Regions from separate parts of the Mus musculus genome. Here regions 1, 3, 4, 5, 6 and 7 are each linked to region 2. The links are chromatin contacts, called in public Hi-C, HiChIP or PLAC-seq and promoter capture Hi-C maps. All regions are on one chromosome and are shown on one strand. Each heading gives the region's core, a stretch centred on a gene start, on an enhancer-like site or on the middle of the called end of the contact. The rest is flanking DNA. Distances are from core to core; before and after follow the strand shown.

Region 1 (2,902 bases), core at 325-2,824, 690 kb before region 2:
TAAAAGAAGAGTGGCCAACATTGATTATGCATGTACTGTGTGCAAGGCACTTTTCTATATCCTTTATATATAGCTTATTTTATCCCTACACTGCCATTTACAAACTTCTTATGCTAATAAAAGTAGCTAACATTTACTAAGTACCTTGTAGTGTGCCAGGACATAACAGAAATTATTTCCCCTAATCTCCCTAATCACCCTGTGAAGCTGCAGTGCTGTTCTCATTCAAAATGAGGAAGCTGCCGGGATGGAGGTATGTGCTTGTTACCCCAGCACTTTGTAAACTGCAGCAAGTACATCAAGAATTCAAGGCCAGCTTGGACTACATAGCAGTATCTTTTCATAAATAAATAAATAAAGCCAGGACTGGTGTCTCATGCCTATAAGCAGAGGCAGGGCATATCTGAGGTCAAAGCCAGCCTGGTCTACACAGTGAGTTACAGGACAGCCAGGGAGGCATAGAGAGATCTTGTCTTTAAAAAAAAAAAAAAAAGAAGAAGAAGACAAAGACGAAGAAGGAAAGAAGGAAGGAAGAAAAGAATAAACCGATGCTCAGAAAAAAAGCCAATTGATTTGAACTTTTTTTTGAGACAAGGTCTAAGTATGTAACCCTATCTAGACTGGAGCTCAGATTGGAACTCACAGAGAACTCAACCTCTTGAGTGTTGGGATGAAAGACTTGAGCTACTACACCTAACCCAAGTAACTCTTATCTTAAAAGGGGCCACCTAACCTGAATCTAATTCAGCCTGCTTCTCTCTCCTAACCTCTTTGTGCCTCTCTAGGATAAAGGTGAAGGTGGACTCTGGACCATGTGGACGAACTAGCAAGTGTCATCTGCAAAAGAAAGAAAAAAAAATACAAAGCCAAAAAAGAGTCTGTCCAAGGACACACAGCAGATGCAGTTTATTAAGTGCACACTAGGATGCTGGTACTGCGCTAAGTGAGCTTATTCAAAAGATCCCAAACAATCCTTGCAAATTGCTTTCTGAATTAGATACTATTACACTCATTTTTGTCAACAAGGAGCTAAAAGCTCAGGGGCTGAAGTGACTTGTCCTAGGTCACTGGACAAGCATTGCCTGAACCCGATCCTTGTTCTTAGCTACGCCATATGGGCTCTCTAAACTCAAAGAGAATCAGAGTTGAAGAACAGTTTTGAGGATCAAGAGTGAAACACTCCAGAAATGAACCCCTTAAAATATCAGATTAAAGTAGCCTCTGTCTACTGTTTGTTGATAGTTGTTTAAACTGTCTCCTATCATCACACGGAAACACAAGGCTCAGAAAGAAAATGGCTTGTTTGTAGTCACCAGCCAAGACTGGGACCGCAGTCTCCCAACTCCTAGACCCGGCGCCCCTCCCCGCCTCCGTGGTCCCCCGTGGAACCCTGTGCAGTGCGGGGGACCCAGAGCAGCTTCCCCGGGAGGCTTGGCCGCGGCACCACGCGCTGGAGCGGGCGCAGCAGAGTACCTGCAGCAGGAGACCCGAGGAGGCCAACCGGGCCGCCTGGCCTAGCACCTCCTGGCTGCCCATAGCCCCAGAGCCACAGCTCCGAGGAGGAAACGGGGCCCGCGCCCGCTTCGTCGCGGAAAAATGGCGTCACGGACAGGCTCGCTCCTGATTGGGTCTTTGACAGCAGGGGCGGAGCACAAGAAGCTGCGACTCCAAACAACTTTTGAGGCTGTGTCTCTTGATTTTCTTGGGGTGTCTTGATTTTTGTTGTTGTTGTTTTGAGAGTGTGTTCAGCGCCGATCCCTGTAGACCATGTTGGCCTAGAACTCGCAGTCTCTGGAACACTGGGATAACTGGGGCGCACCCCTAGCCCCAACTGATATCTTTTGGCTTGATTTTTTTTTTTTTTTTTTTAAGACAGGGTCTCATTATGTAGCCTTGGCTATCATAGAACTCGATATGCAAAGCAGACTTGCCTTGAACTCAGTGATCTGCGGGCTTCGGCTTCTGACTCCCAAGTGCCGCAACTCCAGCTGTTATTTTGAAATAAGGTCTTTCTATGTAGCCAGGGCTGGCCTGGAATTCACTTAGAGAGACTAGGATAGCCTTGAACTCCCGATCCTCTTGTCTCCAGCTCCCAAGTGATGAGAATTAAATATTTATTTGTTTTTGCATAGTGTAGTTGTGTGTGTATCAGTGAACTCTCAGGCATCAGTTCTCTCTTTCCACCTTTACATGGGTTCTGCAGTCAAACTCAGATTGGCAGGCTTACATGGTAAGCTCTTAACCTGCTGGGCTAATTTGCAGGCCTGCTAATTATCTTCCCTGTACTCCTGTTCCCTGTTCCCCAGCAGAAGGCCCTGTTTCAAAGCAAAGGAAAACAGAACAAAACAAGCCAGCAGTGGCTGCTGCGGGACAAAGTGCTCAGCAGAGACTAATCAGTGAGATTCTTGCCATTGGCGATCACACGAATGTAGTTACATAACCCTTCCACCAACTGGGCTGGACAGGACTTCTCCCAATTTTGCAAAGGAAGAACTGAGGACTGAAGGTCAGACACAGAATTTTCATGTATGTAGTTCTCTGTAGAAACCTTCCCAAGGCTCTGATACTTGGCCTGGTTGTCGAGAGGAGAAAAGTAAGCCTTGGAGGTGTGAGGTGCCTTGTTCAAATCTGCACATCATGGGCCTGGGCAGAACAGATCGGGGTCAAGGGTCAGACTGGAAGTACTTTATACTTTTTTTTTTAAAGTGGCCAACATACGCAATCACCATTTTCAAAGCTCTTTGGCCTTCCTTGCTGTCTGGTAACTGCCTGTCATCTTACACATCACTACCATCTTTATCAGTACATTTTAGATGCTCATATTTGGATCCCTTCATCCCAGCACTCAGGAGACAGGTGTATCTCTGAGTTTGAGGCTAGCCTGGTCTATATAGCATACATC
Region 2 (3,098 bases), core at 20-2,519:
CTCGAAACTGAAGATGGAATGATGATGCTTCCTGTAGTGCCCATCACACCACCTATCCCAAAGCTTTGTAATCAGGAGGTGAAATCCTGAAAAAAGCCGAGAAATTCAAAGTGCTCTCAGCCCTAAGACTTCTGCTAATCGCCCTACTCTCTAGAGATACAGAGATGAATCTGATACAACCACACCTATTTCCAGGGCCCCAAGAGAGTCTTGTAGAAATGCGCCAAGGAGTCTCACCTAAGTCACACAGGTGGGCAGATGGTTCTGGCACTGATACGACCTTCTCAGGCTGTATTTTTTTCTTTTCCAGTAATTGGAGACTTGCTTCCCAAGTTCTTTCAAACTGGGTAAAGTCTTGGGCTTAGGACTAGCTACACTTTTAGGGGAGAAAAATCTGTCACAACTTTTGTATTGCCTGGCGTGGTGGTGCTTGCCTTTAATTTAATCCCACTACTCCGGAGTCAGAGGCAGGAGGATCTTTGGGAGTTAGTGGCCACCTTAGCGTACACAGTGAGTTACAGGGCAGATAAAACTACAAAGTGAGACCCTGTCTCCAGATTTTATTTATTTTTTTCATATTCTTGCTAGTCCTGCATCACCACCATCGCCATCATTATTGTACGCATTATAGAGGCAGTATGGTAGGTAATACTGGAGCCAACCTGAGTTCAATTTAACCTAAATTTCATATTGCCTTTGTGATCTTTAGCGAGCTAGTCAATCTATGTCTCAGTCTGCATCCGAAAAACAGGGATAGAAATACACCATCTGAATAGAACAGTTACAAGGATGAAAGAGATGCTAGGCAAAGAACGCGGCTCTAGCGGCCCAAACAAAAGCGCGTTGTATCCGGACCGGGTTAGCGTCTCTGTCATTCCCGGGTTAAGGACACCCGCGCCCGGGATCACTATCGCAAACCCACAATCGGAAAATTGGCTGTACCAGGAGGCTTCAGGGTCCCCCAGCGGCACCCGGGGACCTTCTGGGCTGCGCCTCGGCTCCCACCGCCTCCGCTTCCCACTCCTTCCGGCCACTGGTGTGGGGGAGGCCGCCCCAAGCTCAGGACCCGGCGAGTCAGGACAGAAGCGGCCCAGGGTAAGGCTCTCACTCACCATTCGAGATGTAAACCATCTTCCCTCCGGTTGCCTGCTTCCTAGCGACAGAGAAGACCGGACGCCCCTGTTGTCGCCGTACCTAGCCTCCCGCCCCGCCCTGTACGTCACAGGCCACTGACAGACCCAAGTCAGGCTAGAGGTGGGTCGAGCCCATTGGCTGCTGGGAGACCACTCCTGACTAGAGGTTCCGCCCAGTCACACAAGTAACTTCCGCTGGCGTGGATACTGCCTGAGTCAGGAGACCGGATATGACGTCTAGGAGAAACATTGTTTGAGGGTCCTTTTCCCCACCCCCCTCACTTGGTTCCGGTTTGACCGAGAGTCTTTGAGGCCACAGCACTGCCGACCGGAAGTTGCTTGCTAGTTGGCAGACACGCGCAGGGTTCGGGTCCGAGGTGGCTCGAAGGGCTTGGAGGGCGGAACGTTCCTCAGCTTTCCAGATGTGTTGCTGTCTTTTGGAGTGGCAGGGAGAGGCTCTGAGGCGGTGTCTGGGACATGAAGAGCTTTAACCATCAGGTTTTGCTGAACTCACTTTTAAGTCCCTCTGGACCGTATTCCCTTTAAGCCGGTTATTTCTGCTCTCAGTTTATTTGTTTTGCTTTTTTGAAACAGGACTCACACTGTATTCCTGGCTCTGAGCTCACATTGTAGACGAGGCTGGCCCTAAACGCAAAGATCTGCCTGCCTCTGCCTCCGTAGCGCAGGGATGAAAGACAAGCCTCACCACACCCAGCTGGTTTTTGTTTTTGTCTTTTGTCTTGTTTTTGTTTGTTTTTGATTTGGGATCTGTGTATCCCAGGCTGCCCTTGAACTCACTTTGTAGACCAGGCCTATACCAGTACTCATGTGGCATAGGCAGGTGGATCTGTATAAGTTCAAGAAGTGGAATTTGTTATTTTTCGAGACTGTTTTTCTGTGTAGCCCTGGCTGCCCTGTAACTAGCTCTGTAGAGCAGGCTGTTCTTGAACTCAGAGATCCACCTGTCTCTTGCCTCCCAAGTGCTGGGACTAAAGGTGTAACCAACACCCAGCTAAGAAGTGGCATTTTTAATAGCTGTAGAGACACAACTAGGGAAAATCAAATGAACTTCAGAATGACAATTTCCTCTGCTTGTCAGCATTGTAGACGTGACATATGCGTTAGAAGGCAGGTCTTGGGCATCCAGTAAGTTTGAAGAAAATTCCTTGCTGCCCCTGTTGTGTTTCCTTTGTGGTGCGGGGAGTGGGGGTGAGGAGAGGGGAAGGGAGGAATGAGGTGTGCAGTCAGTACAGAAAGGGAGAGTTGGGTGTTTTCCACCTTATTGGACTGGCTAGGGAGCTCTGGCCATCTGCCTGTCTCATCCTCCAGGATAGGTCTGAGTTGTGTGCAACCACTGTTGGCTTTTACATGACTGCTGGGGATTCTAAAATCCAGGCCCTCATGTCTGTGTAGCAGTCACTTTACCCACCGAGCTCTCTTCCCAACCTGGGTCCGTGATTTTTCTCAAGGGCCTTTCTAGACCTGGGCTTAAACCATGACGTTGCCTCTCACTCTCTGTGCTCTCTTTTCCTTCTAACTGAAATCCCTGGTTATACTTTTGTCAGACTGCAACAAGAATGATTTATTTAAAAAAAACAAAACAAAACTTTGTTTTGCTTAAAACCCTTTAGACACTAAAATGTAGTGATCTCCCATTGCTCTTACAAACTAGGTCCTTTTCAGTATCCACTGATATAGCCTGACCTGTTCACTTGATTTTAGCTTCTGCTACACATTCCCACCCAAAACACACTCTGGCAATAATTTTTTTTTTTTTTTTACAGTTTTGTGAGTGCCCTAAGTCTTTTCATCTCCCTGAACGTGCACATAGCTATTCTTCCTGTAACACGTTAACTGACTCACCGACAGTTCCCCATCCTTTCCCCTTCAGTTGTCAGCCCGAGTGTCATCATTTGAGTGTCTCTCCTTGATTCCTCATCTCTGGTCAGTTTATTCATAGTCCTT
Region 3 (3,235 bases), core at 401-2,900, 980 kb before region 2:
AGGTGTATGGGACACATTAGATACTCATGACCCAATAAAGTTAAAGCATCATTGGTCCTCCACATAGGATGCCCTTCCCATTAAAAATAAAACCCTTTACAATCTACTATACTGCTCTCAAGCATCTCAAAGACCATGTACCCACTCCTTCAACAAACACATATATAAATGTTTCCTGAAGTGCAAATTACTGTTCAAAATGAAGGGTTATTGTTATAGCTAAACTCTCACTCTTAGCACAAATGTCCCATAGTTCCCTGGGGTGCCTACTCAATTAGCCTATGTGAAAGCTTGTGTTCTAGGCAGAGAATCTAGCATATGACACAAGGAGTGGGTCCTATACTTGAGGGGTGGCGGCTCTCTCAGCTTGTTGCTGCCACTGGCTTGGTAGAACTAAGAACTATGAAACATCGCTCATCAGTTTCATAATTGTGCCTGTTTGTGCACAACATTCTATGGCCACCCTGATAGCAAAGAATACTGAAGAACTGGTTCATTAGACTCTGGGTGATGGCATAAAGTAATTTACATAAAGGAGTAACATCAGATTTGAGTTTAAGAAAGATGTCTGCAAACCGGGCGGTGGTGGCGCATGTCTTTAATCCCAGCACTTGGGAGGCAGAGGCAGGCAGATTTCTGAGTTCGAGGCCAGCCTGGTCTACAAAGTGAGTTCCAGGACAGCCAGAACTATACAGAGTAACCCTGTCTCCAAACAAACAAACAAAAAGAAAGAAAGAAAGAAAGAAAGAAAGAAAGATGACTGCAGTAGAAGAGACAGGTTAGAGGGGAAAAAAAAGCAGGCAGCAGGAACTAGTTGGGGAGTGGGCATTTAGCCAGAAAGACTGGTGGCCTGTACTAGGGTGGAGATGCCGGTTTGACCTAGTGACAGGAATAGAACCAGCGTTGGGGACATTAAAGGTAATTGTTACCAGCTTAGGAAACTGCATGGCTGGTCAAGCTACTCACTGAAATAGGGTCCATGAGAAAGTGCTGGCGAGAAGATGCTGAGATGAGTTTTTAAGGAGTACAAACTACACAAGAGACAGGGCTTGCACGGTGGCCCTGAACTAGGCTTTGGGAACACATGGCCCCTGTTCTCAAGAAAATTTCAGGTGACAGGAGGTTTGCAGATAAAGAAAACTAATACCGAAGAATAGACAAAATCCGGGGCTCCTATTATAGGGGAAGTTGAGAAGCTGACCTCTTATCTGAGAAGAGTCCCTGCCCATCACTCCGGGCCTGTACATTTGAGGATGCCCTAGACGTATCCCTTCCCTCATCGCCCCGGCCAGGTCCCAAGTCCCCGACCTGCTTGCCGTCTCGCCGATGCTTCACGAGCGTCACCTCCCCGTAACTACCCCTGCCCACGACCCGCATGTAGCAGTATGCGGCCTGGGGCATGTTCCCGAAGGAGGCCTACAGTCGGGAAGCTGTGGCAGCGGCGCGTAAGGCTGCGGGAGGCCCCGCTCATGCCAGACGGGAGGTGAAGTACTCCATAAACGCGGCCCACCGCGGGCAGGAGCTTCGAGGCCCGGCCCACCCGGACGCCGCTACCATAGCGATACTGGCGGGGTAGTCCTGCGCATGCTCAGAGTTGGAAGACGCGCCATAGAGTCGACCTAGCGGTGGCCAGAGCTGCTCCTCGTGCTTGGGGGAGGACCTACCATCGAGCCGTCGCGGAAGCGGCCAGAGCGGTTCGGCAGCCCCGGAGGACCTGCCATAGAGCTTCGCTCCTGGAAGGCCAGAGCGACTCCCGAGCCGCACTTCCTGCGTTTTGGTTCTACATTTGCTCATTGAATCCTTTCTGGTTCTAAGCGAGTTACGCGTATGGTTCATTCGTTCTACAAATATTAACCGGCTATGTGCTTGGCTCACATTCAGTTAAAAGAGTGGCCAACTCTAGGCTTCACCAATGATGTTTGCTCTATTTGTTTTGTAGCGTGTCAGTATTCGGCCTGCCGTTTTGGTGCATTTGGTGAAGACGTCAATACACTTCATCCCTCAAAGTTTCAGCCTGCTTTACTGAGACTGGCAAAGATCTCTCACAGAATGATTGCAAACCCACCATCCTGAAAGGCTTGCCAGAACTTCACATGCTGCTTCCACGGAGCACCAAGGCCCCCTTTTAACGCCTGTCTGTGAATGCACAAGGCTGCGAAAAGAGCTACCTGCCTTGCCTGAAGAATTTACTTTTAAACAGGCGCACAGTTACTCATTATCCCTCTGTCCCGTTGAGATATATATGCATATGTCTTCTACAAGCCAGAAATGTTTTCCTCCAGGACAGAAAGCCCTTCCTTTGAAATGTAAATCATCAAAAAATTTTGGCGTCTGTTTCCCATTTTGTGTGGGAAGATATAATCCCATCTTCTATAATTGCCAACTAGTAAATTGTAATTGCTTTTACAATGACCAACTGTTATTATTTATTATTATTATTATGTTACTGTTGTTGAGATAAGATCTTCCTCTACAGCTCATCTTGCAATCCTACTCTTGTGTGTTGAGTTTACAGCCATGTAATAGTAACATGCTCCCAAACCTTTGTAATTTTTTTCATTTTTCTAAGGAATTCCGTTTCTCATTTCTCTATTTTCCTATTTTCCCTTCATTGTTTGTTGGTGCGTGTGTGAGTGTGCGTGTGTGTGTGTGTGTGTGTGTGTGTTTGTGTGCACGCGTGCGAGCGCGTGTCTTAGAAGAGGTCTCATGTCACCATGTAATCCAGGGTTTTAGAGATCGGCCTGGCTCCGCCTTGAGTGTAGAATTATAGGTGTGTGCCCCCATGCCCAGCCCTCATTCTCGTCTTAAAAGGCCCAGTTACCTCTGCACAGTTGAATGAAGCGCAACTTTCCCTGCTACTGTCAATAGTTACTACACAGCAGTCTGCCCCCTCTGCTCTAGCAAATGTTTGCTTTTGTTTATCTTTAGCAATATCACTAACTAGAATTCAATATTTATTTAAGGTTCCACTTTGTTTGGTTTTCTTTCTTCCTTCCTTCCTTCCTTTCTTTTTTTTTTTTTTTAAAGATTTATTATACGTAAGTACACTGTAGCTGTCTTCAGACACACCAGAAGAGGGCGCCAGATCTTGTTACAGATGGTTGTAAGCCACCATGTGGTTGCTGGGAATTAAACTCAGGACCTCTGGAAGAGTAGTCAGTGCTCTTAATTGCTGAGCCATCTCTCCAGCCCCTTGTTTGGTTTTCTTATGGAGAAGAAATTGGCATTCCGAAGA
Region 4 (3,210 bases), core at 605-3,104, 710 kb before region 2:
GGTCCCAGAGATCTGTAGGGAGCAGGTAGAGAAGGAGGGTCCTCTCAAGTCACATGACAGGGTGTCATCAAAGTCCTAGAGTTCACCTGTAATTACAAAACTACAGACTTACATCTTACCCTGATCGCCAAAGTTTAACACATTCAAAAATGTCATCACGTACCGCTCGCCTATAAGAGAAAAGCCAAGCGATCAGCATTTCAAACGCAGCATTCATTGTTTTCTTTCCTCTCCTCTATGATCTGCCAATGTTTTCAATCACTAAATAGTCCCCACCCCCACTGCCTGGTTTGTTTGTTTGTTTGTTTGTTTGAGTTCAAAAACAGACTTGAACTTGAGAACCTCCTGCCGTACCTTCCTGGTGCTGGGCGTATAGGTGTGGGCCACCATGCTTGGCTCCAGCTGACAAACTCTCAGAGAAGCATCAGATAACCAATTAAAGATCAATGTCCTAACACTGATTTCACAGTACCTCACAGCAACAGTTCAGAAAGTGCCGAGGTCTCTATTGACAGAATCTTGAAGCCAACTTAAAAACAAGCAAAAATTATTTCAAAACCATACTATTTAACAATAAAATAAGGGGAGACTGCTCAAATGTTAAAGGTGAAAACGGCTTCCAAGTCTTAAGGGAGGCCAGATACTCTCTCTAACTCTGTCTCTGTCTCTCTTGGTCTCTGTCTGTCTCTCTCTGTCTGTCTCTGTCTCTCTTTCTCTGAAACAGGGTTTCTCTGTGTTTCCTGGAACTCACTCTATAGACCAGGCAGGCCTGAAGCTCAGAAATCTACCTGCCTCTGCTTCCCAAATGCTGTAATTAAAGGTGTACGCCAGCATGCCTGGCTTGAATTTTCATTTCCACATATGAAACGCCCTGGCCATGACAGAGACAGGGCACCAAACAGTGGCCACAACCCCAAAGATTAAGTTCTCTCCTCCTGGGAACTCAAAAAGAATTCATTATAAGGCCAGACTCCCTCTTCTCTCAAGACTCCTCTCTCTGACCTGTCTCCCTGTAAAGACAACTGTGACAGGGACTTCTTAGGTCCTATCTCTGTGCTATTCTGACCCTCTAACTTCAAACAGTTCTAGGTTTTGTAAATACAGCTAGCCTCCATATCTGAGGGTTTGTGATTCTAATGATTCAACTAACTATAAATCAAAAACATCCCAAAAAGTGCATTTGCACTGAACATGACTTTATGTGTATGGATGCTTTTATTATTATTATAGTAATAACAAATAATAAATTGTTTCCTAAACAAATAGTACAACAATAGCTCCGCATAGCACTTGCATTGCACTAGGTACAATTAAAGCATAAAGAAGAGTATGTCTAGGTTATACACAAAAAATACACCATTTTACACAGGGACTTGAGCACCTTAGATTTTAAAATATCTGGGATTGGTCTAAGAACCAAAACCTGATACCAAGGCACAATTGTATAATCCCCTGTCAATCCTGAGTTCACGTCTTCAAATAGTTCCTTAATACCTGCAAAGCATGGAGGCTCCTTAACTCTGCACTGGAGGCCTTTTATATACTAACTCCAGCTTTCTTTTTGGCCTCCTTTCTTCAGCCTCACCCTGTCTGTCACACTGTCATCCTGGTTCAGTCTGAACCCGACTGACTGGAGTATCTTAGCCTTCTACAATGGGTTTTTTCAGGCCCCTCCGGCAGGACAATGGGCTCTCCTCCTCATGAGCTCCCTTGGACAGGAGACCTCTCAGATGTTCACATCTCTTTTCCTCTTTGGCTTCTTAACAGAGCTCTAGTAAACAAGGGCCCGTACAGAGCCTGTGCTAAGTCTCCAAGCCCCGCCCACAGCCATGCACTAGCTAAGTACTTCACAGCAGTGGCTTGGCAAGAGAAGCTCCTTGAGGCCATGCTTGCTGCTTATCTGTGGTTGTTCTCAGCACCCACAGTGTACAGGAAACGTGGGGTGGAAGCATATATGCTCTCACTACCACAAACAGAACCGTTCAGAAAATGGCTGGAAAATGTATAAAAAGCTAGGATCTGATAATGAGATTTTGTTTTTCTCTAATTTTCTGCCATATAATACACGTTTATAATAAATATTTTAAATGATTTACTATGGGCTTTTCCAGTTAGGTTTTGCTGCAGCTTAAGTATAAAGCGTTTCCATGTATTTAAGCTTTGAGCCCAGCCCATGGTCCTCCTGAAACCCTCAGGAGATAGAGCCTAGAGGGAGAAAGCCAGGTGACAGGAGCATACTGTTGAAGGACATATTAAAACTCTGTTTCCCAACAGCCTCTCTGCATACACTAGCACCATGACATACAACAGCCTCTCTGCATACACTAGCACCATGACACACAACAGCCTCTCTGCATACACTAGCACCATGACACACTGCTTCACTTTGGCAACAAAGGCGAGTAACCGTGAGTTAAAGCTGTGGCCACCCTGAACCTCTCCTTCCTTTAAGCTGGTTACTTTGGGTAATCTGCCACAGTAACAGGAAGCTGACTAACAAAGACTTGGATTTCAATTCCACATCCCTACACAGAGGGAGAGACTATCTTCTGTAAGGCTGTGGAGTGATTTAAGGCAGACAACTTAAGTAAAACATAAAGTTAAATAAATATTGGTTCCCTATCTTATTTAAAAGCAGATAGAGCAAGCACATCTCTAAGGGTCCTCTGCTGCGGGCCCCAGACAAGTGTTCTGGTGTCAGCAGTCCCGTGGAATCCTTTTGTATCTTCTATGATCTCCCAACTGCTCAATGTGAACTCTGCTTTACTCACCTTCTGTCAAAATCTGCTTCAAGAACGACTGTTTGAAGAAGCTCCAAGCCAATCCTGCCTCCTTCCAGTTGACAAATGCCTGAAAGAAAAATGAGCATAAAACCACATCTCCAGCTTTTCAGATCTAAGCCTGGGCAGTCCATACGGCCCCAACTTGAATAGTTTCCCCTGACTCTTCAATCAGTGCTAAGAGCATAGAAGACATCCAAACATACCAGAAAATGTATATGACGGATAAGATTTGAATCGTGAATGTTTCCTACGGCCATGTGTTGACCTGATTGGAAGGTGGCAGAGCCTTTTAAGGGTGCCCAGTGAGAAGGGCTTAGGCCACCAAGGGTGTGCTTTGAAGGGCAGTGTGGGACCCCAGCCCCTTCTCTTCTTTCCCTTCCTTGTCAGGAGGAAAACTGTTTTGTTCAGCCATGCACTTCTGCCACAG
Region 5 (3,201 bases), core at 303-2,802, 860 kb before region 2:
GTGGTCAGAATCAGGGGCTATCCAGGGTCGCTTGAAGCCTGGGCGAGTTTGCCCAAAGAAACCTCTTGTTATAAATAAGCAAGGATAACCCTACTGCATCTGCATTCAGAGCTGCAGCAGGACACCCCCACCCCCAGTGAAGACTACATCCTGCTGGAACTCCCCATTCTGCCCACAGAGCACAGTTGTGAAAACATGTCAGTTTTGGAATTAATGCCTCTATATAATAGCTTAGTTATAACTCCTCTCTAACACATCACAGGGACACTCTCAGGTCTACGTGCCAAGAGAACTCCATCCTTTAGTGTCTGTGTGTGTGTATGTGCCCATCAGAGAAACAGCACAACCTCCCAACCCAAGGGCAAATATGACCCTTCCTCCAACCCCCATTGGGCAACAAGGGCCATCTGTGACTTCCTTCTTTACTATAAAACTCCCCAAGAAGTGCCTCTGAGACTTTCCCGGAGCCTCTAGCCTCCTCCATCAAGTCAACCAGGAGGGTTGTCAGAGTTTCACGAAAAAAGAGGAAATTTAAAAATGTAAATAACAAACGTGGTTTGGAAGAACAGCAAGCGGAAACTTCAGATACAACTTAATTGGGAAAGCTCAGGACAGAGCTGAACAGGTGAAAAGGGAGGCTGGGATGTGGGTACCGCGGCAGTCAGAGAGGATCTTCCCTGAACAATAGAGGGAGTAGGGCTGGGGGTCGCGCAGCAATGTGGGAGCACCGACTGCACTGCCCTAACACTACAGGTGGGTGTGGGTGAGTCTCCCCACACCCAACAGAGAGGGCAAACACTGGGAGTGAAGGTTCAGAGAGGAGCCCAGCATTAGGCTAGCAGACACTTAAGGGTGTGGGGGTCTAAGAGCCAAGGGGAGGAAGGCTACGAGGAGCCCCTGAGAAGAAGCTATGGGGGGGGGGGGGTAATCTCGGTCCATACCGAAAAGTGAGGTAACCTTAATTTGCGACGGCAAAGTGGGAGGGGACCAGATTTAGGCTGACATCAGACAAGAGACAGGTCTAAGGTGGAGGTGGTGAGGGGCAGGGTCACTCCTGGCCAAAAGCTCTCAGCCCAGGGTCCCGGACTCCCTTCTAGTCTCGAATAACCAGCACCGTCTCGCGGGAGAGGGAGGCACCGCAGCCCAAGGGCCCGGTGCCCAGGCCGGAACTCTAAGGGCAGGAGGGTCCCCGGGGTGGGGCTGGGACTGCGGCGGTCGACGTGGGGACGGGGAGGGGCTGGGGTCCCGGACTCACGCATCAATGTGCTGAAGGCCACGACGCCGAGCAGCCCCTGCAGGAAGATGCCGAAACTGTGCATGAGCGCGCCGCTCTCACAGCGGCCCGCCCCGGACGCGACCGTGGAGGCCGGCCCGCTCGGCAATCCGCGGCTCACGTTCCCTCCCGGGCCTTGCATGGCGGCCTGACGGGAGGGCGCGAGGGGCCGCCGGCCTCGCTGCAGCCCGGGTCGCGCTGCCCAGCCGCGACCCCGGACCTGGAGCTGGGTGCCGGTATCTCAGCCCGCGGCCGCCTCCGCGCCGCGCGTAACCCGACGTCCGAGATCGTAGAGCTTGATTGGTTGAGCCAGGCGTGAGGCGGGCTTCGATTCCCTCCGGGGCGGGGCTCTAGCCAGGGCTAGGGGCGGGGCTGGAGGAGAATCTCTGCAGGTAGGTAGAGCAGGTGAGCCAGACTGTGTAAAAGGAATCCCCAGAGCCCTGTGTTCTAGGTCATGAGAGCAGTGTCAGGGACAGTGATGGAGTCTGTTGCTAAATCCCTTTCCCCTCCAAGGCAAATCTATAAATGCCCTGGACAATTTCCTAAGAATACTCCTACATTCTGCCCTCAGATTCGGTTCACTACTTCGGAAGTGGAGTCCAGAACCTGAGGCAACATTATGCTAAGGCACGGTATTGAGTACAATAGTCTCAGCCGTCTGAGGTCTTCTTCCCACGCCAGGGATTGAGTGTTCTACTTTCATGGTCAAAAGCCAGAGGATTCAACTCACTATTCAAAGCTCCAGGGTGAATCCCTGTTCCCAAACATAATTTGTGGGGGTTTTGTTTTGAAACAGGCACTTTCTTAACCCTGCCTGTCCTCAAACTTAAAACAAGGACCTAGAAACAATGATGGCCTTGAACTCCTGATCTTCACACTCACGCACTCTAAGTGAATTATAGGTAGGTCTGTGACACCAGTCTGTCTGGTTTTGCTACTTTGCTTGAGATTGGTCTTGTTGAATTGTCCAGGCTAATCTGAACCTTTGGACAAAAAAAATGATCTTTCCACCTCAGCCTCCGAGGTAGCTAGGACTGCAGTTAAGTGCCACTACACTTGTCCCCCACCCCCACTTTAAATGGTTACTTCAATCCAGCCACTTTTCGCTTTATAAAAAGGGTGAGTTTAAGTGCAAAGTCAACATGCACAAGTCCTTGCTCTGTTCACTTCTGAGATACAACTACAAATAGAACGGATTTTGTTTTGAGACAGCATCTGGAACTCATTATGTAGCCCAGAATCTGCCCGACTTTCTCTAAAGGCATATGCCACCACACCCAGTCTGGTTTCTTTTCTTTCTTTTTTTTTTTTTTTTTACCTCCAAACCACCGGTGTGCACAGACTCCAATTTAAGTTTGTCTTACTACCCAGACCCCTAGACATCTCTGCTGTCTCTCTAGACACCTCTTGCTGGTGCCCTAGAGCTCTGACTTGTCTGCTGCATGTCAATGGGCATGTGCATGGTACAGGTCTAACCTACATCAAGGTATCTTTTTGGAACAATAAATACTAACTTTAAAGACATTTCCTCAAGAAGTTCTAATTATCAAAGAGGACTAAATGCTTTCCAAAGTTTGTTTGTTTTATTTAACAGGGATATAGACTCTGCAATCCATAGGAAATGCAATTCTGCAGCCTTTCTCTTACCGTCTCCTCGCACACCGGTATGGATACTACTCTCTAGCCCTGTGCCATGAGCTGCTGCCTAGGCGGCAAGCCACCTGTCTGCCCATCTCCACTGCACCTTCACCTTCTGTGTGCTCTGCTCCACCAGCACTTTCAGCTGTATGTATGTTGGTTCAGACAGCTAGGTCTCTCCCCTGGTATGAGCTTTCTAAAGGCAGAGCTAGTGTTGATTCACTCTTGGCACAGATTTGGCACACAGCAAATGTAAATTTACCTGAATTTTAACTTATGTATATTTAATT
Region 6 (2,870 bases), core at 164-2,663, 910 kb before region 2:
TCTTCCTTCACAGGGGGCCGCTTCTTCTTGATGGGGCCTTCAGGAGTGCCAGCCTTGGAAAAGTCGAGAGCCTTACAATTCAATGCCTTGAGATGAAGACCCCCCAACTTTGGCGGGGGCTCCTCCTTCCCAGGCTTCCGAATTAAGCCGATTCAAAGCTCACTCCTCTCCCAACTGCAAGTTCCCCGCCACCTCCCTGCCTTCTTAGCCTGACTTGGACATCTGACCTTTCCCCACAGACAGGGAGGGAACTCCTGGGGGTGGTGACCACTGCATCCTCACACTGGCCTGTTTGTCAGGCCGAGTTCAGGACTGGACACAAGGGCGGAGAGCAAAAAGATGAACTCTAAGACTGAGGAGCCCTTGGTAATCTCAGGAATTCTAAGATCTGTTCACAGAGGTGGTGAAGTCCGTAAGACTGCCCCTCCCCCCTTTCCCTAAAACAAAACCACTGATGTTTACTGTGTTTGGGGAGGGATCGGGGTAGACAGCCATGGAGAAAGGAGCAAGGATGACCTTGTTGTTCTTGCCCAGTAGAGCCGGGAAAGCCAGATTTAGTGCTCACCCTTCTCTACCACCCGGGCGGGCGCCTGTGAGGCTGACACCTGATTCCTTCTTAAGCCCTGCAGGCAGGTGCAAGGATTCCCTCACTCAGCCTGGGCTGAGCTCCCAGGGAAACGCAGGCCTGCAGACACACCCTCACAGGGAGACAGACAGATCTATAGGTACAGTCTCCGCCCCTCATCCTTCCTCCAGATTACAAATGTGTACACATCAGGACACACTAAGCCAGCAAGGCTAGCTCCCTCATCTCCATACAAAGGCGCACAGTTCTATATAGGCACTCCCCACCTCCAACCCCTCACACGCCTGAAGTGTCAAGGCCTTTCACCAGAGCCTGGTGAGACCCAGGGTGTCCAGAGGCCAGCCTGGAAGGGCCACGGTGCTTCTGTTTAGCTTTGGCTTTTACTTCAGAGCAGGCACTACTACTTAGTGTCCAGCCTTGCCCTCGCAACTTCCTTGGCACCAACTAGTCCCTTCTGGGCCTCCTTACCTCGGACATGTTGGATGCCAAGCAAGCTCGCTGTTGGTAGCTCTCTGGCAGGCAGTAGCCACAGGAAAGGATCTGCGTGAGGCCCAACCCTTGGGAACTTATATAGTCTGCTTGTGCGTCCTGGGTAGTCACTCCCCTCCTTTGGAAGCTCTCAGATGATTCAGATCCACGCAGCGACTAGCTGGAGTTTATTCTTGGCGATGATGGGCAGCTGCCCTGGTGAGAGGAGATGGCCGCGGGGACCCCGCATCTCTGGGGACAGCTGCTTACTCGACGGTGGGAGGTGTTGGCACTGTTGTTCACAGACTGTGTTTATGAATGTGAACCCTGGAATGTGTGAGACAGCCTGCCCAGGCTGACTGCAAGAACCCATCCCAGTGGCAGGGGTGGGAGGGGAAGTCTCTGAGGAGAGGGAGGGCCCTGAACAAGGGTGGATGCTCTGAGTTTGTTTAGCTTTCTCTTCTACTCCTGGATTCCACTGGAAATAGATTTTCCATCCCAGCACATTAGCAGGGGAGAAACTTCCTTTCTGTTGCTTGGAAACACTTCCTCATGGTGAGCACAGCCAACTCAGAGTGAGTAGCCAGGAAGGCCGAGACCCTGTGGAGCTGCCATATCACAGTCTTGTTGGTGTCCTGGTCCTCTAGCCAGCCCTGGGACAAGTTTAATAAAGAGACAAAGCAAGGTACAGTATAGGCCCGGAGGAGACCATGCTTGCTAGTAAAGGCCTATAGAGGGCTTCTGTCTAAGATGGACACTTGGAAGCTGGCTGGCAGGACTTTAGAGGGCTGGGGTGAATGCCACTTCAGCTATTAAGCTGTAGTAAAGAGTAGAGCTCCCTTGGAAAATCATTTAGCACCCACCACTAACTTCATCTTTGCATGGAAAGATCACTGGTGGCAATGCAGGGACCCTAAGCCTGAGGTGGGCTGTGGTAGATGTGGGTTGGAGGTTTGTCTTAGACTTCTCTCCACTCCCTCCCGTCTACAATGGACATTGTGTTTATCCCTGAAGGCACCAGGCAGATGAAATTCAACCAGGCACTAACAGTCATCCTAAATGTCATTCCATAGCTGTTGTGCCTCGAACTCTATCCCATTCTTGGTTCTGGGCCTGGCTCCCAGTAGGTCAGTGTGTGCACCATCAGGTCTATACGCAGGGACCTGAGCAATACCCATGATTCCAAGGGGAGGCCAGGCCATGCCTTGTGAGGAGTACCCACAGCTGGCTGACTAGGACAAGGATAAGGGATGCCCAGCTCTCACGACCCAGGAGGAAAAGCGGGTTAGGCTCATCAGGATGATGGCTAGACCACGCTAGGCTCCTTTCATCGCAGACTCTGAGCCCACTGCAGCCAAGCCATCAGGTTTATTAACCCGTTGAGTTGGTTGTGAGTTACAGGGCACAGGGCACACAACCAACGACCACAAAAGTGCTGGGTTTTTTCCTCCTTTTTCTTCTTTTATATAATAAGATGTGAAAATTTACTGTAAACCAGTTTACAATGGAAGTACACCATCTTCTCTTTCATCTAAAAAATGTGGTTTTGTGACCCATGCATGACACCATGCTTAAGTGTCACTGGCAGCTGAGGTGGGATGGTTTCTGTGACTCATGACTGCGTACACAGCCTTGATTGGCAGCTGAAGTCACTCATAGGTCTGACTTCTAAGTAAACCCAGGAAAAGAAAAATTTAGAACTAAACCAGGCAACCAGTCCACCAACCAATCCACTCACCCACTCAGGACTCAGGGTGTTCAAAGCAAGGCTGACCACAGGCCCCGCACTATGAACAAGTCTCCCATTGAAAGTTGT
Region 7 (3,178 bases), core at 119-2,618, 750 kb before region 2:
CTTCCTTCAGATCTTTTTGATGAATACAGCAATCACAAGACACACACCACTTGGGGCCAGTAACTGCTGTGAGTGACCCGCGGGGAAGAGCGCCCACCAAGTTAAAAAAAAAAAAAAAGCCCTACAGGACGCGTCCCACCCCACTGCACCGCAAGCTCTAAAGATGACCTGGCTTTGACAGCTTAGTTTGAGACCCCACGCGAACAGCTGGCATCTCGGGGGGGAAACTTAACACGACGTCTATCCTTTCCGCGGGAATTTATCCCGAGTCTCACAAGGCTTTTCTGCTCCGCAAAGAGCAGGCCTTGCTTCCCAGGACACAGGGCTCGCCCCTCCAGCGTCTTTACAGCGAACAAAACAAGACTTGGGAACAGAAAACGAAACGGTCACGGACCTGCCGAGCGGCCTCAGGACGCTCCCCAGATCCGCGCAGGGGGTCGGGCGGCGGTGCCTCCCCAGGCGAAGCGCCTGAGAGGCCGGAGCCACCGGTTGCGGTGGAGGCTCAGACTCGGCCACCGCGCTTGCTGTCGCCGCCGCCGCTGCTGCTGCTGCCGCTGCCGCCGCCGCCTAGGCCCTGAGAAGTTGAGCGGCCGCGCGGGCTGCGGGTTCGCGCCCCGCCCGGAGCGAGCCCGGGGGGGCGGGTCCGCGGGGGCTCGGCGGGAGGCCGCTCGATGGGGGCAGGGGACCGGAGCCTGCAAGTTGGGAGCCCGCTACCGCCACCCGGCCACTTTGGCCTCTCGCGCCCAGCTGGGCTGACGCGCGCCGCTCGCCCGTTCTCCCTCTCTCTCTCTCTCTCCCGGCGCCGCCGGCCTCCGCCGCGTCCGCGAGGTGCCCGGGCGCGTCCCCGCAGCCCCCGCCGGCCGACGCGCCGAGCCTCGGGACCGCGCCAGGCCGCGCGCGCGGGCGCCGCGTCCCCCCACCCACTCCAGTCGTCCCCCCCGCCCAACGCGCCGCCGCCGCCCGTTGGCGCCTCAGATCGCGCGCTCGCTGCCCGCTGGCTCCCGGCGCTTCCCGCTGGCAAAGTTGCTGGGCCTCTTTGGGAGGGCGCCGCACCACCCCTCAGGCCGCCGCGCGGGAAGGCCCAGCCGGCCGCCCCGCTTTTTTTACCTGACGGGAGTTTTCGCGCGCGCGCTTGCTCGCTCTCCCCGCTCGCTCGCACGCCCGCCCGCTCGCTCGGTTTTCTTTCTTTCCTTCTTGGCGCTCGCCCGCGCGGGGCGCCTTTTCCGCTCGCGCTGCTCGCGCCCTCCTTCCTGCTGAGCCCGGCAGAGCGGGGCGGCCGGCAGCTCTCCCCGCCCCCCTGCACCCGCGCTCCGGCGGAGGCGGCGGCGGCGGCGCTCCGCGCTCCGACTCATTCCAATATGGCACGGACGCAAGGCGCATGCGCCCGCGGCCCCCCCACTCCCTCCCCCAGCTCCGCGGTCCTCCCTCCCGGCAACCCGCGCCCCTCGCTTCGCGCGCGTGGCACTCCCGACCCGGCCTCCCCAAGCCCACCGGCTCGCGGAGCTGGAGCTGCACGGGAGACGACGCGTCCGCGGGCCCGGGTCCATAACCCGCCGCTTTGCTCGCGTCCCCCTGTCCGCACCTCGCCGAAAGACACCCGCGAGGCCGTGGCGCTGGGCGTCGCGGCGTGAGCCTCTGATCCCCGACGGCGCCATGGACGGAGAACGGCTTGGAGACGGCGTCCTCGGGCTCCGGAGGCGCGTCCTGGCCTTGCTTGGGATTCTGGAAAGAAAGACCTCACCTCGGGCTTCTGGACAGAGCGGCTCGGGACCCCGCGAAGTCCCTGATCCATCCGTCCCTGGCGAAGCGCGCCACTGTAGCCCGCACGTGACCACCTCGAGCAAGATGGTATTAGCAGAGAGGCAGCAGTTCTGCAGGTCCCCAAGGGGCGCATACCGTGGCCGAGGGAGCTGCGCCCGCCCGCCGGACCACGTCGGGAATCCTACACGTTCTTTGAGATCTAGCAGGGCACTCTAGTGCTCGTCTACCGAGTCCGACTCGAACGCCTCTACGTACCTCATGTCCAGGCTCAGTAAATGAGTTGTCCTGCCGCAAAGGGGCACAGGTTGACCTAAGAGCTTCAGGAGAAGCTCAAAAATGCTGTGAATCAGCCTCGAATCGGAAGGTGCCCACAGGCAGTTACGTTCGGCTACTCAACCCTTCTTCAGCGAGCACAGGTGTCAATAGGAAGCACACCCACCTGCTCCAGAAAGTTCCCTCAGAAGAAAATCCCAGCGCCTGTGGGATCCCGGAGTGCCAATGAGACCAGACTCTCCAGCCTAAGATGGCCTCAGTCAGGGGCTCCTACTCAAGGAAGACTCCTTTCTTTTAGAGAAGAGGAGGCGAGACACACACACACACACACACACACACACACACACACACACACACACACACGAAGGTCTTGGGATGCTCCCATTAGCATCTTTCTCATGTTTTTGGGCAACCTTGGGAAATATGCACATTACAAACGCCAGATGATTTTTTTCTTTTTGTAAGTGTAAGCACCATTGAAAAGACAAAGTAACAAGAAAAAAAAATAAAGAAGAATATAAAAGGATATTCAATTATTGCTACACAATTTGAGCTCCCACCCACCCCCTCCCAACACCCCCCCCGCCCCGGCCAAAAACAAAAAACAAACAAACAAACAAACAAAAAAACCCTTCTTCATAGATACATGCTTGCAAGCACACATTTTCATTTATTTGCTACTATGACTAACATTTTTTGTTTGCATGGTCGTTTTTAAGGTATATAGTTCCTGCTTGTGTATTTTATTACATTGCAGTTGTCTGCTAACACATCCATGCGGTCCACAGATGAGCTGAGTTTCTAGGAATGGGAAAGTTTTTAGGTAGAAAGCTGTGAATGGCCCTCTCTTGCCCCAGTTCTTTCACCAGCAAGGAAGAGTGTAAGGAATTGAATGCACATTCCTAAACACTGAGGGACAACTTTTCTCCCCTACATTGAATGATGCCTAGTTTAAGGTGACCTTATTTGGCACTTCTTGGATGACTAAACATTCAAAATTTCCCCATTTGCTATCTGTATTTCCCCTTCTGTACATAACCTGTTGTTCATATCTATTGTCTCGAGTTGAATCTCTTCTAACTTAAAAAAAAAAAGTTTTTTTTTTCTTTTAAGGATCTTTCACTTTTGTTATTGAAGGGAATGT

What was found. Promoter capture Hi-C pulls out the DNA fragments that hold promoters and counts their contacts. A called contact is a pair of places that touch in the nucleus more often than the background predicts. HiChIP or PLAC-seq counts read pairs in DNA pulled down with a chosen protein or histone mark.
Region 1: an H3K27ac HiChIP or PLAC-seq map of thymic regulatory T cells shows a contact between it and region 2, with 4 times the contacts expected there. The contact joins the promoter of Rft1 here to the promoter of Selenok in region 2. A contact is called at or near these places in 4 of 39 promoter capture datasets (embryonic stem cells, hippocampal neurons, neural stem cells and 1 more), 5 of 484 Hi-C or Micro-C datasets (CD4 T cells, muscle stem cells, nephron progenitors and 2 more), 7 of 115 datasets of contacts at active chromatin or transcription factors (bone marrow-derived macrophages, embryonic stem cells, extraembryonic endoderm stem cells and 4 more) and 1 of 9 other capture datasets (embryonic stem cells).
Region 3: a promoter capture Hi-C map of pre-B cells shows a contact between it and region 2, with 6 times the contacts expected there. The contact joins the promoter of Nek4 here to the promoter of Selenok in region 2. A contact is called at or near these places in 2 of 39 promoter capture datasets (hippocampal neurons and pre-B cells), 2 of 484 Hi-C or Micro-C datasets (CD4 T cells and uterus), 1 of 115 datasets of contacts at active chromatin or transcription factors (trophoblast stem cells) and 2 of 9 other capture datasets (liver and pancreatic islet).
Region 4: a contact with region 2 is called in a promoter capture Hi-C map of the HPC-7 cell line. The contact joins the enhancer-like site here to the promoter of Selenok in region 2. A contact is called at or near these places in 9 of 39 promoter capture datasets (the 3T3-L1 cell line, 3T3-L1-derived adipocytes, the HPC-7 cell line and 5 more), 2 of 484 Hi-C or Micro-C datasets (adipose-derived mesenchymal stem cells and pro-B cells) and 2 of 115 datasets of contacts at active chromatin or transcription factors (bone marrow-derived macrophages and memory CD8 T cells).
Region 5: a Hi-C map of B cells shows a contact between it and region 2, with 9 read pairs. The contact joins the promoter of Stimate here to the promoter of Selenok in region 2. A contact is called at or near these places in 2 of 484 Hi-C or Micro-C datasets (B cells and CD4 T cells) and 1 of 115 datasets of contacts at active chromatin or transcription factors (thymic regulatory T cells).
Region 6: a contact with region 2 is called in a promoter capture Hi-C map of embryonic stem cells, with 3 times the contacts expected there. The contact joins the promoter of Mustn1 here to the promoter of Selenok in region 2. A contact is called at or near these places in 4 of 39 promoter capture datasets (3T3-L1-derived adipocytes, embryonic stem cells, hippocampal neurons and 1 more).
Region 7: an H3K27ac HiChIP or PLAC-seq map of thymic regulatory T cells shows a contact between it and region 2, with 5 times the contacts expected there. The contact joins the promoter of Sfmbt1 here to the promoter of Selenok in region 2. A contact is called at or near these places in 5 of 39 promoter capture datasets (3T3-L1-derived adipocytes, hippocampal neurons, neural stem cells and 2 more), 3 of 115 datasets of contacts at active chromatin or transcription factors (epiblast stem cells, pancreatic cancer cells and thymic regulatory T cells) and 2 of 9 other capture datasets (adipose tissue and liver).

Annotation. Positions count from the first base shown.
Region 1 is chr14:30,653,047-30,655,948 of GRCm38.p6, reverse strand. Rft1 (RFT1 homolog) reads right to left here and starts at 1,574. Exons shown (of 13, transcript NM_177815.3): 1 at 1,474-1,574. The coding sequence starts at 1,536.
Region 2 is chr14:29,966,551-29,969,648 of GRCm38.p6, reverse strand. It overlaps Selenok (selenoprotein K), which reads right to left and starts at 1,269. Exons shown (of 5, transcript NM_019979.2): 1 at 1,113-1,269. The coding sequence starts at 1,131.
Region 3 is chr14:30,949,792-30,953,026 of GRCm38.p6, reverse strand. It overlaps Nek4 (NIMA (never in mitosis gene a)-related expressed kinase 4), which reads right to left and starts at 1,650. Exons shown (of 15, transcript NM_011849.3): 1 at 1,309-1,650. The coding sequence starts at 1,401. Gm41121 (a long non-coding RNA gene) reads left to right here and starts at 1,593. Exons shown (of 2, transcript XR_874490.3): 1 at 1,593-1,825; 2 at 1,940-2,595.
Region 4 is chr14:30,673,810-30,677,019 of GRCm38.p6, reverse strand. It overlaps Rft1 (RFT1 homolog), which reads right to left. Exons shown (of 13, transcript NM_177815.3): 7 at 2,772-2,850; 8 at 120-170. Among named protein-coding and RNA genes, the nearest start is that of Rft1, 21 kb to the right of the region's middle. Within about 2 kb of position 1,854, at least 55 of the 459 cell types and tissues checked have an H3K27ac peak or open chromatin away from gene starts, as enhancers often do. A contact at or near this core is called in the HPC-7 cell line, bone marrow-derived macrophages and memory CD8 T cells, where this site is marked.
Region 5 is chr14:30,823,945-30,827,145 of GRCm38.p6, reverse strand. Stimate (STIM activating enhancer) reads right to left here and starts at 1,552. Exons shown (of 8, transcript NM_028839.4): 1 at 1,256-1,552. The coding sequence starts at 1,415.
Region 6 is chr14:30,877,800-30,880,669 of GRCm38.p6, reverse strand. Mustn1 (musculoskeletal, embryonic nuclear protein 1) reads right to left here and starts at 1,413. Exons shown (of 3, transcript NM_181390.3): 1 at 1,055-1,413; 2 at 1-53. The coding sequence starts at 1,063.
Region 7 is chr14:30,713,805-30,716,982 of GRCm38.p6, reverse strand. Sfmbt1 (Scm-like with four mbt domains 1) reads right to left here and starts at 1,368. Exons shown (of 21, transcript NM_001166532.1): 1 at 1,108-1,368.